2 separate regions of the Anas platyrhynchos genome follow, and region 1 is linked to region 2. Evidence: chromatin contacts called from public Hi-C data. All regions are on one chromosome and are shown on one strand. Each heading gives the region's core, a stretch centred on a gene start, on an enhancer-like site or on the middle of the called end of the contact. The rest is flanking DNA. Distances are from core to core; before and after follow the strand shown. Region 1 holds the start of ADAP1 (ArfGAP with dual PH domains 1). Region 2 overlaps DNAAF5 (dynein axonemal assembly factor 5).

The links. A called contact is a pair of places that touch in the nucleus more often than the background predicts.
Region 1: a contact with region 2 is called in a Hi-C map of subcutaneous adipose tissue, with 2.5 times the contacts expected there. The contact joins the promoter of ADAP1 here to the enhancer-like site in region 2. A contact is called at or near these places in 2 of 8 Hi-C or Micro-C datasets (liver and subcutaneous adipose tissue).

Annotation. Positions count from the first base shown.
Region 1 is chr15:14,178,662-14,183,510 of IASCAAS_PekinDuck_T2T, reverse strand. ADAP1 (ArfGAP with dual PH domains 1) reads left to right here and starts at 1,717. Exons shown (of 11, transcript XM_072023792.1): 1 at 1,717-4,408. The coding sequence starts at 4,375.
Region 2 is chr15:14,064,007-14,069,255 of IASCAAS_PekinDuck_T2T, reverse strand. DNAAF5 (dynein axonemal assembly factor 5) reads right to left here. Exons shown (of 14, transcript XR_011803624.1): 11 at 4,828-4,984; 12 at 2,812-3,003; 13 at 2,117-2,333; 14 at 857-1,016. Among named protein-coding and RNA genes, the nearest start is that of SUN1, 6.2 kb to the left of the region's middle. Within about 2 kb of position 3,540, at least 1 of the 8 cell types and tissues checked has an H3K27ac peak or open chromatin away from gene starts, as enhancers often do. A contact at or near this core is called in subcutaneous adipose tissue, where this site is marked.

The DNA of each region.
Region 1 (4,849 bases), core at 468-2,967, 120 kb before region 2:
GCCGGGTAAGTTTATTCTGGAAACGGTGAGCTGAGGCTCAGGCATGTGTGGTACAGGGTAGGCAGCGTTGTCGGGGGGATGATTTCTTTATGTAGCTGTTTGGAGTTAATGAGCTGCTGTGCTATGTGTGGTGCCAGGAGCAAGGTAAGTCCCACACAAGTGCGTTAATCTTCCCGAGAAGTGGGTGAATGTCCCTGCCTGCACCAGTGCTGCCTGCCAAAGGCTGCCGTGAAGCACCCCCTGCTGACAGACCCTGGGACTTAGAGGAATGCAAACGGCTGCAAAACGAGATTCTTCTCAGCTTAATGTACAGACTGCCGGTCTGGCTGTAGTTGTACAGGTGTGGAAGGGAGAGCCCAGAGCAGGAGGAGGCGTTGACTATCTTGCGATGAAGATCTTTGTAAGCTGCTAACACAACAATAGAAATCAATAAGTGAGGGGCTGTAATAGTCTTTCATGTAGCTCTTTTTCAGCCAAACCACCTCACACAATAAGTAGGTGCTCTGCTGCTTGGGATCATGTCCCAGGGAATCCCCAGAGGGCTCCAGGTCAGCAGAGCTTTTCGTGTTGGCACTTAGAGCACATACTCCCTTTCTTAGTTCAGATTAGAATCAATTCAACCACAGAGAGTTTAACCTTGATTGCTGCAGTTATTTACAGAAAGAGAACATTGCTGCAGGCCAGCCCTCCTTAGGTCTCCCAAGGTCTTCCTGGGAGACCTTGAGCTTTAGGTGTATCTCCAAACAATGGCAATGAATTGCAGAACAAGGAAGAAAGGGTTTAATAAACACTTCCAAGTCTCTGTGAGTTCGTTTTTTAAAAAAAAAAAAAAGCCTACACAAAGAGAGCCTCCTGTGGTTGTGCTGGAAATGAGCCATGGTCCAAAGTCCTGCATATAAGCACAACGAGGCGGTGCTGCTGTGGTAGGGCAGGGTTGTTACCGTGCTGTTACTGCACCTGCCCCCTGGCAGCGGGATGCCAGGCATAGCGGGAGGGCTGCACCTGTCAGCACGGAGCTGTGGGCAGGCAGTGGGTGCAGCCCGCTGACCTTCACTCTCAGTCCTCCCCAGTCCCCTTCCAAAGCGTTCTCCCCAGGTTGTGCTGCCTGCTCCAAACCACAAATTCCTTGCAGCTGGGCATTATGCTTGCAGTGAGTGATTGCCCGCTTGGTTTCCTTTGCTGACCACAGATTTGCTGACCTTTGCTGGTGACTAATCGCCCTTTGTGGCAGCAATCAAAATAGCCTTTCACTTACTGCCGCTTTTGGAGGCTCCACATAGCCAGTGCTAACTGCGGGAGGGAAGGAGGTAGGTTGGAGCACCTACATTTGCACCCCGTTATGTGATTCTGCTCCAAGCAGGCCCAGAGAGCTCTGGAAGGCAGCATTAAGCTGCTGGGGCATTGCACGGAGGCAGTTAAGGATGAGGAAATTCTGTAGGCAGACCATTAAAGAAGGATTCTTTTTCCTGTATGAAAAGTGTGGCATTGCTTCATGCTGTGTGCTCTGAAAAGTGCCTCGGGTGTTCCAGTTCCACTGGAGAGCAGTGTGTTTCTAGACTTCTCAGTGATTACTGGGCATGGAATGATGCTTCTGCCAGCGTGCAGGAATACAGTAATTTCTAGCACAACCAGTGACCCCAAAGGGAGTTGGTTACTGTTCTGCCTGCAGGAGATCCCCTGCAGTAGATTCTCCTGCTAAATTTGGGAATGTGGCTGTGTTGTATCAGGTTTCCCACAGAAATGAAAGTTCATCGATTAACAAAAACAGTTTGGGGAAGGTACATGCAAGGGTTATTTTCCCCTTCCTGGGAGTTTCAGTGAAAATTGGATGTCTGATCAATTTTAACCCAGTTCTTCATTTCTTTTAATGACTTTTCTTTTTTTCCCCTGTGAATAGCTGGCAGTGCTGCACTTCTGTCAGGATGCAGCAGATTTTCTAGCTAGCAGATTTCAAGACAAAATGCTCTCCTTCTGGAATGATGGTGCCATATGGCTTGAAACGCAAAAGTGATCACCGCTAGAAATAGGAGCTTCATAGAAAGGCACCCAGAAGTTCAGTGTGTGTGTGTGTGTGTGTGTGCGTGCAGAGGACTTGATAGACCTTGATGCCGTTTTTATTTCCTGGTCCCAATGATAATACAGTTTTTTTATGGCTCTTCCTAGAGACTCATGTTTGTGTTCACTCTCCAGGACTGTGCAGGCTGTTTCACCAATATATTATTCCCCTTATTCCAGGAGATTTTGGGACTTAGATTAGCAGGTGTATCGGTCTGTCACGTCTGCTGATTCCTGTTGGGCTTGGCTGGATGGAAGACCCCCCAGACAAGCCCAGTATTCACCATACAGCCCAGGCAAGCTCCCAGGTACCTCTGTGAGCGTGAAACAGCTCAGGTGCCTAAAATCTGGTGGGCTGAATCCAGCCTGTGCCGTTCCACACTTCCCCGGCTCTGGTGGGATGTGTAGCTATCTGCACAAGCAGCCTTTCCCAGCTTCCACGCAGAGTAAGGCAGGTTCCCACTGGATAAACGTGGGAGGGACGTGGTGGTCTGTCTGGCCGCGTGTCCTGCTGGCTGGTAGTGAGCGGTGCCTTGAACCAGTGCTGTAGATGCTCTTCTGCTCAGGCTTCTGCTTGCAAAAAGAAAGCAGGGTGGTGAAGAAAAGGAGAATGCCCAGAACGACTCAAACTTTTAACTATATCTTGATGATTTTAAAAAGCAGGCAGTGGGGGCTGCTTCTGCAGTCCCTTTGGATGAGTGAGCTCTTTGTCTATTTTAGTAACTTTCTAGGAGTTGACAGCTCTAATTTCTGGAGGATTTCTGGTGTCCTCAGTGCTAGCAAGCCCTGCCCAGCAAGAACCTGTTAATGTACCTGGTTCATGCTTGGGGCATGTGGGGAGCAAGTCACATGGAGAGGTGCTCTAAAGGCAGTCAGGCCTGGTTTTGGTTGCTCAATTTGCATTTCTCTGTTTCCAAACTGTGTTCCGGGTTTCAGCAAGCTTAGGAGGCACTGAATCTCTCCTCAGGACAAGCAGCAGATTGGTAGCCCCGCAGAATCTGGGACACGAGCACTGTGCTCAGGATTTGTTGTGATGCTGTGGGCTGCACCCTGCTTCAGATCTTGTGAGTGCTCAGCAGAATCTAATGCCAAATCCTGACTTTCTTTAGGAGAGAGGCAAGTTTTGTGGACACCACACAAAAATTAAGCCTCCTGCATGGATTATCTCCTCTAGCCCAGTCTGTACTCTCAAATTCTTTCATTTCTTCTCTGAGAGAGGAGGTGGTAGTAGAGCTGCTGGTTTGTGGGGTGAGATCCTGCTCCCACAAACCTGCTGGTGAAGAGCCAGGGTTTCATTCCCAGGAAACAGCAAATCTCCCATGAGCTTAGAGGAGCAATTTGCTGGCAATCTACAGGGGGCTTTTCCCTCTGGGTTGCTCTGACAACAAGCCCGTGGTAACATGGCTTGCTAGATGGTCAATAGCATTTCACTACGTGGAGGAAAGCAGGCAGTTTTCAAGTGGGCAGACCTAAATGGAGAAAAAGTCCTGCTACTGCTACTCAGGAATTGCACAGAAGCTGCAGATCTGATCAGTGCCAAGGAACTGGCTGGTAACAGGATGCTGAACCAAGCACGAGAAAAAAAAATCAAAACATTGGTAACTGAGCTTTCACATCCCTGTGACCAGGTACCAAATTGGGAATCTCAGGGTGGGGATAAGGTTGGCTGCTGGCATTGCTGCAGTTACCTCCCCAGGTTTTTGCTCCTTACTCTGGATGGGGAAGGGAGGGGGTACACTGTGCTGACTTTGACCTGAGTATTTAGCAGGCTGTCCTTTACCCCTCGAGCTCACCACCCATGTGTACCAGAGCACATGTTGTCAGGCGGGCAGGGCTCTGCCTGCTCTTTGGTGTGTCCTCAGCTTGTGTGTGTGTGTACTCAGAATGTTTGCTAAGGCAGCATCCATGTGTGCCCATAGCCTGGCAACACAAGCCTGCCCCTTCTCTCTGTGCAGTCACATTTGTGCCTAGTTTAGAGGTAGCAGTGTGCCAGACCAGGATCTGTACAGGAAAGCACAAACAATGGCATAGATCAGATGTTAATACTCTGCATGCGCAGGTAATGGTGTGAACGCACAGGTGAGACTGGGGGTCCCATTCAGTTCCTACTTCTCCAAACTGTGTTGCAGGATCCTGTGGAAAAGCGACTGTCCGCTGCCAGCTGCTTGGAGGTGATCGCCTGGGAGGAGATGCAGCCTGGCCTCCTCACGTGGGAGATGGTCAGCAGGGCCGTCTGCGTGCAGGACAAAGATGTAACGAGCAGCAGGTCACTGCACAGCTTTGGTGATACAGGATGCCCGAGTTCTGTCAGAGGGTCAAATGCTGAGCTTGCTGGTTGCTGAAAAAGAACCAGGTGGGTGAAAAATGAGAGCGAGTCTGGAATATCTCCCGCCTTTTCCTTTCAGCATTCGCTCCAGGAGACTTGCAGGTGTGGTGGTGCCAGGTAGAAGGGCTCATTGGAACAGAGAGATGTCTGAATTGATGGCTTTATTTTGGCTTACTTTAGCAAATAATAGGCGGGGGGCGATGTTTATCACTGAAACTGGAGCTGGCTAGTGCTTGAGATCACAGCTCTAATGGGTTGGACTGGCTTAGACTGTAAATCACGTTAGCAGCGCTAATAGCACAAAGTGACTGGTGTAGCAAACCCTCTGCTGCAGCAATAACCCGGCCCTGCTGGTTCTTTGAATCAGGCTGGTGCTGCTGCTCAGGGCTGGCTTGGTTATTAAAGCTCTTTCGCAGAAGTCACCTGGGCAGCTGCTTTGACTCAGCCACCGAAATGGCTGTTCTGTCA
Region 2 (5,249 bases), core at 2,291-4,790:
TGTAAGGACAAAAGTCAGAAGCATGTACGTTCGTCGCACGATGGGCAGGGCTAGTAAGTCTGCTTATCTAAAGTCTGAAAGTTTGAGATAACCATTTTGCCCAAGAAAACTTGTCCTTGCTTAAAAGTTATGTAATTAATATGATCGTAATAGCATTATGCAATGAACACAAATAAAATCTAGTACACATAATAGCTGATATAGCAAGATGGAAAAAAAACCACCATACACTTCAATCGTGTACCTCCTGACACAGCAAGAGGTTGCTGAAGCAAGACTTCAGGTTGTATTGAAAGAATCGGTTGCTTTGCAGAGCTTTGAAATCCTGTTTTTTTGAGAATAAGGTGTTGAATGAAATCTCAAGAGGGCTCTGCTAAGATGGCTATGTAGTCCATTTCCAGTCTAATTAGATTGGATTTTTAATGATTGATGAGACTAAGAAAACAATTTCACAGAAACACAGAATAATTCCGGCTGGAACGGACCTCTGGAGATCATGTAGTCTAAATCCCTGCTCAAGCCGAGTCAGGTAGAACAGGTTGCCCAGGATGTATTAAGTCAGGTTTTGAATATCCCCAAGGGGTGGAGACTCCATGACTTCTTTATTCAATGTAATGTTTCCTAGTGACTTGTATTTACTGTACATTGTAAGAATTTCTGATGGCCTTCTCGTTATATTGAGCTACACATTATTAAGTTATTAGTCAACTAAAATGCTACTCAGTAAAGGAACAGTTATAGCTTTTCTTTTCATGAAAACTTCAATGACACAGTGTAATTGATTTAAAATTAGCATCCAGTTCTAGAGAAACGACAAAGAGCTTTTAGATTGCTAAGAAAGTACTCATTTATTCAGTATCTTTAGTGTTATTGTCCCTTTTGATAGGGTTTTCAAAACAACCCAGTATTTTATGGAGGAGTAGCCACAAGTTTTCATAACTTTGCTTTTAAGATAGAAGTAGGTCTTGCTTTGTGTATCTCTTTTCTCTCAAATGTTTCTTCGAGATTGCCAGTACCTATTGATGCAAACAGACCATGGTTTGGTACAATTAAGTCGTTAAATCTGAAAAAGTAGTTATCTCAGAAGGATAAGCAAACATGAGGAGTACTCCTACATCATAAGGAGTATTCCCAAACCTTGAAGAGCCTGTTCTTAGACTTGATACAAAGCCAAGGTACTTGGGAGGTAGAAACAAAAAATATTTTCTGCCTATAATACTAATAATTTTAAAAAATCAGGAACCTGCTTTTCCATGATTTTTGTGTGTGCAATAAATAGCACTGTACCCCAGAATGACTCAGACAGGAATCTAAGAAGCCCACTTTATTACATAGCTAAGAATGCGAGAAAACTCCACAACTTGTACACTACAAAGGTATTTAAAGAAATGCTTTAACCTAATATTGGAGAATTTCACTTCAAAGTAGTATGCAAACAAATGTTGTTTGCCTTCCAAGGCACTGTAGTATAAACATAAAAGATGCAGATGCTGTATATTTAACAAAAACAATATAAATATTGTTAATCTAAGTGACAAAACAGCACATTTCCTTCCATTACAATCCTTAATTTAAAAAATGTTAGTTTTATTCTCAGTCATAACATGTAATACAATGACAATACAAAACATTCCTTTAGTGACACCTACTCAGAATATGTCCCCTATGTTATGCTAGTATAAGTACTCAGAACACCATGAAAATTCTGCTGCGCTATGCAACAGAAGTTTGGCTGTCTTCACTTCTGATAAAACTGTTCCTCACAGACCTGACTCTGCAAAGTCTGAATATCATCCAGTTTGAAATGCTCCTTAGAAGACTAAGTACTCGCTGAATTACATAAATTTAACATTACACTATTATTTTTTAAAATAAATTATCTTTCTCAAATATAAATAGTATCAGATTCCTCAAAAATATTCCTCTTTTAAACCTTGTACCTGGAAAAGTTTCAATGCAACGTGAATTTAAACATTGTCTTATTGCTAGGAAAAGAAAAAAAAAAAATAACCACCTTCACATGGCAAAGAACATAGAATTGTGCTAACCTGAGTTTTAAATGAACTAATACTGAACTTATGAAGGAAAAAAAAAATCTATTTATTGCTCAGCCTACCTTAAGAAAATGAAAATATGAAACCAATCCAGATCAAACAGATTTCACATGCAGTTCACTAAAAAATCAGCATTGATTCATAACAGTGGTTCTTTGGCTGACTGAATGTGATGTAGTAGTTGATTACAATAGACTGGTGTTCGATGCTTATGTATAATCACTTCAATTTCTCTCACAAGCAGTTCTGGATATAAAATGCTGCCTTCTTTTAAAGCATCTGTAAAACAAAATATGGTTTATAAAACATTAGCTGCTCTGTCTTTCTCTGTCCAGGTTCCCTCAAAGTAGCTGAAACCTAACCTGGAAGTTTTCTGTTAGTTGCGCAATCATGAAAAACTAATTCCCCTCTCATTTACTGAAGTCTGCATTTTGATATCTATATGCTTGAATGCATAAACGGATACACCAATAAATTCCACAGAATTTATTAAGAGATAGGGTATGGTCACATCCTGCAGTGGTTAGTGTCTATGGTCCATATCCTGTCTACTGTTTATACAGGGTTCTGATACATCAGATATGCTCATATTCCGACTCTAGTGAATACTAGATAAAACATTCTGCATACAGGTGAAAGGTCTGAGCTCATACTCACTGCAACTAGTCCCTAGCAGTAAGAGTTTTCAAGTGTTACATGGAAGTAGCATTCTTTGTAAAGCATTGTCAAAAAAAATATATATGACTGAAAGTCTTACTTAGGACTGCATTTTGAGTATCTTGATCTTGGTCATCCAGATGTATCAACAGTTCTTGATACAAAATCTCAATATTACTTTTCATTACAGATTTCATATCACTGTCTTTTACACAATTAAACCAATTAGTTAAGGTGCGAGCAGCTGCCAGTCGTACATCACGTGAAGCATCATCCAAACGCTTTAGGACTTCTGCAAAGGAACAAATATACAACCAATCATCACTATTAACAGAGAAGTTACCTTTTTATTTTTATTTCAAAACACAAATTTATTTTGTAATCACTGAAATTGTTGTTGCATTTATATACATGACATCTTTCTGTCTTTTGAACTTGTGGAATACATGTATATTCTTCCTAAAAGCATGCATAGGATTGTTATTGGATTGTTTTCTAAAAGTTAATTATGTTGTCAAAATATTAAAATACATTTATTAAATTATTTAGATTAGTTGGCTAACACACTCTACCTTCATACCAATATGATACTAATAAGTTTTAGAGAAAGTATCTCTATTTGGCAATACAGCACTGCAGATTAGTAGTTTCTTCCTCTTTTTTTTTTTAAAACCTACCCCACACAACATGGAGAACGATGTGACTACCATTTATATAACACATTACTGTTCTACTTTCACTATAGTTAAAACATTATTTCACATAGTCTAAACTAGGAAGCAAGGCAGATGAAATACTGGTAAGCCTTGGAGACAATAACACTGACTAAAGTTCCATCTAGTGGTCTAATGTATAATAACATCGGGAATACTTCAGCTCAGTTCTGCTCAGCTGGTAGCAAGGGCATATAAAAATGATATTAGCATATCAGCAACAGAATATCTTAATAAAATGAAATGTTGCAGTTGAAAAGCTAGTACAGAAAGGGCCTGCAAGAAGCAAGTGCTGTTGGAGTCATACTTAATACCTACTCACGTGTGTTAACATCTTGATTCTTTAAAATGCATACCTGTACTTTATATACTTTATGCAGTCTCACTTGGCAGTAACAAATCATAGAATCATAGAATCATAGAATATCCTGAGTTGGAAGGGACCCTTAAGGATCATCAAGTCCAACTCTTGACACCGCACAGGTCTACCCAAAAGTTCAGACCATGTGACTAAGCGCACAGTCCAATCTCTTCTTAAATTCAATCAGGCTCGGTGCAGTGACCACTTCCCTGGGGAGCCTGTTCCAGTGTGCAACCACTCTCTCTGTGAAGAACCCCCTCCTGATGTCAAGCCTAAATTTCCCCTGCCTCAGCTTAACCCCGTTCCCGCGGGTCCTGTCGCTGGTGTTAATGGAGAAAAGGTCTCCTGCCTCTCGACACCCCCTTACTAGGAAGTTGTAGACTGCGATGAGGTCGATTGTTAATTGATTGTTAATTGATTGTTATGCTCTGGTAAAAGACGTATTCAAGTGGAGAGAATATCTGTCCAGGCATGTCTTCATCTCCGCAGGATTAAGATGTTAAATTGCCTCTCATATACAAAACTGTTGCTGACCGTATGATTTTGCCCAATCTACTTTTTCCACTTTTTTTTCCCCCACTTTTCCTTAATTTTATATAAATTACTATATAAAATTACTCTAGGGGATACGTACCCAAATAGTTAAAACACCAGATAAAAGAACAGAACCATAGCACTAGAATATGTTTATGGGAGTAAAATAAACATGTGTGAGAAACCAAGTCAACATGAAATCTACACCTGTTTGTAAAGGCTTTTTTGCTCTTCAGGTAGTACTAAAGCCATTAGACATAGCAGATTTGTCATTTCTTAGTCTGTGTTAGTACTTTCATTGCTACCAGCTGCAATTAAACTGCAGGTGAGGTGGACAACCTTTGGAGTGAATCCTAAAGCTCCAGAGAGAATCTGCTTACTGCTCCAGAACGAGGACTTTTTATCATTACAAACAAAGCTTCTATGACACTTCAGGAGAAAAAGTAAGTGTAATTTTTCAATATGGAGATGTGCCTCCATCATAAAACCCCAAAACTCTCACACTTACCTGGGTAAATCTTGGTAAGCTGGTCTTCATCAAACTGCCTCCCACAGACTTTTAAAAAAACACCAACAATACAGCAACCCATCAGTCGACTAATTTTAGAGTCTTCATCCATGGCAGCAATAATTTCGGGCATTAGCACATCTTTGACTTTCAAGGTCTAGAATTAACAAGAAAAGCATATAAAAACCAACAGCTTTTCAGTCTCTCTGAAACAATGTGCTTATTGGTTACATCAGTTATCATTAGATCTGACAGATACTGGCTTGCACAATTTAAAAAGATAAAGTTAATTATAATTACACCTGAATCTCCTGATGTTAGCTTCATTTTTACCTCTAAAGAAGCTTGGGAAATGGAAAATCCACCAATAGAACAGCCATTTCATGAATACTCAGTATATATGCATGAGTTTTACATTATCT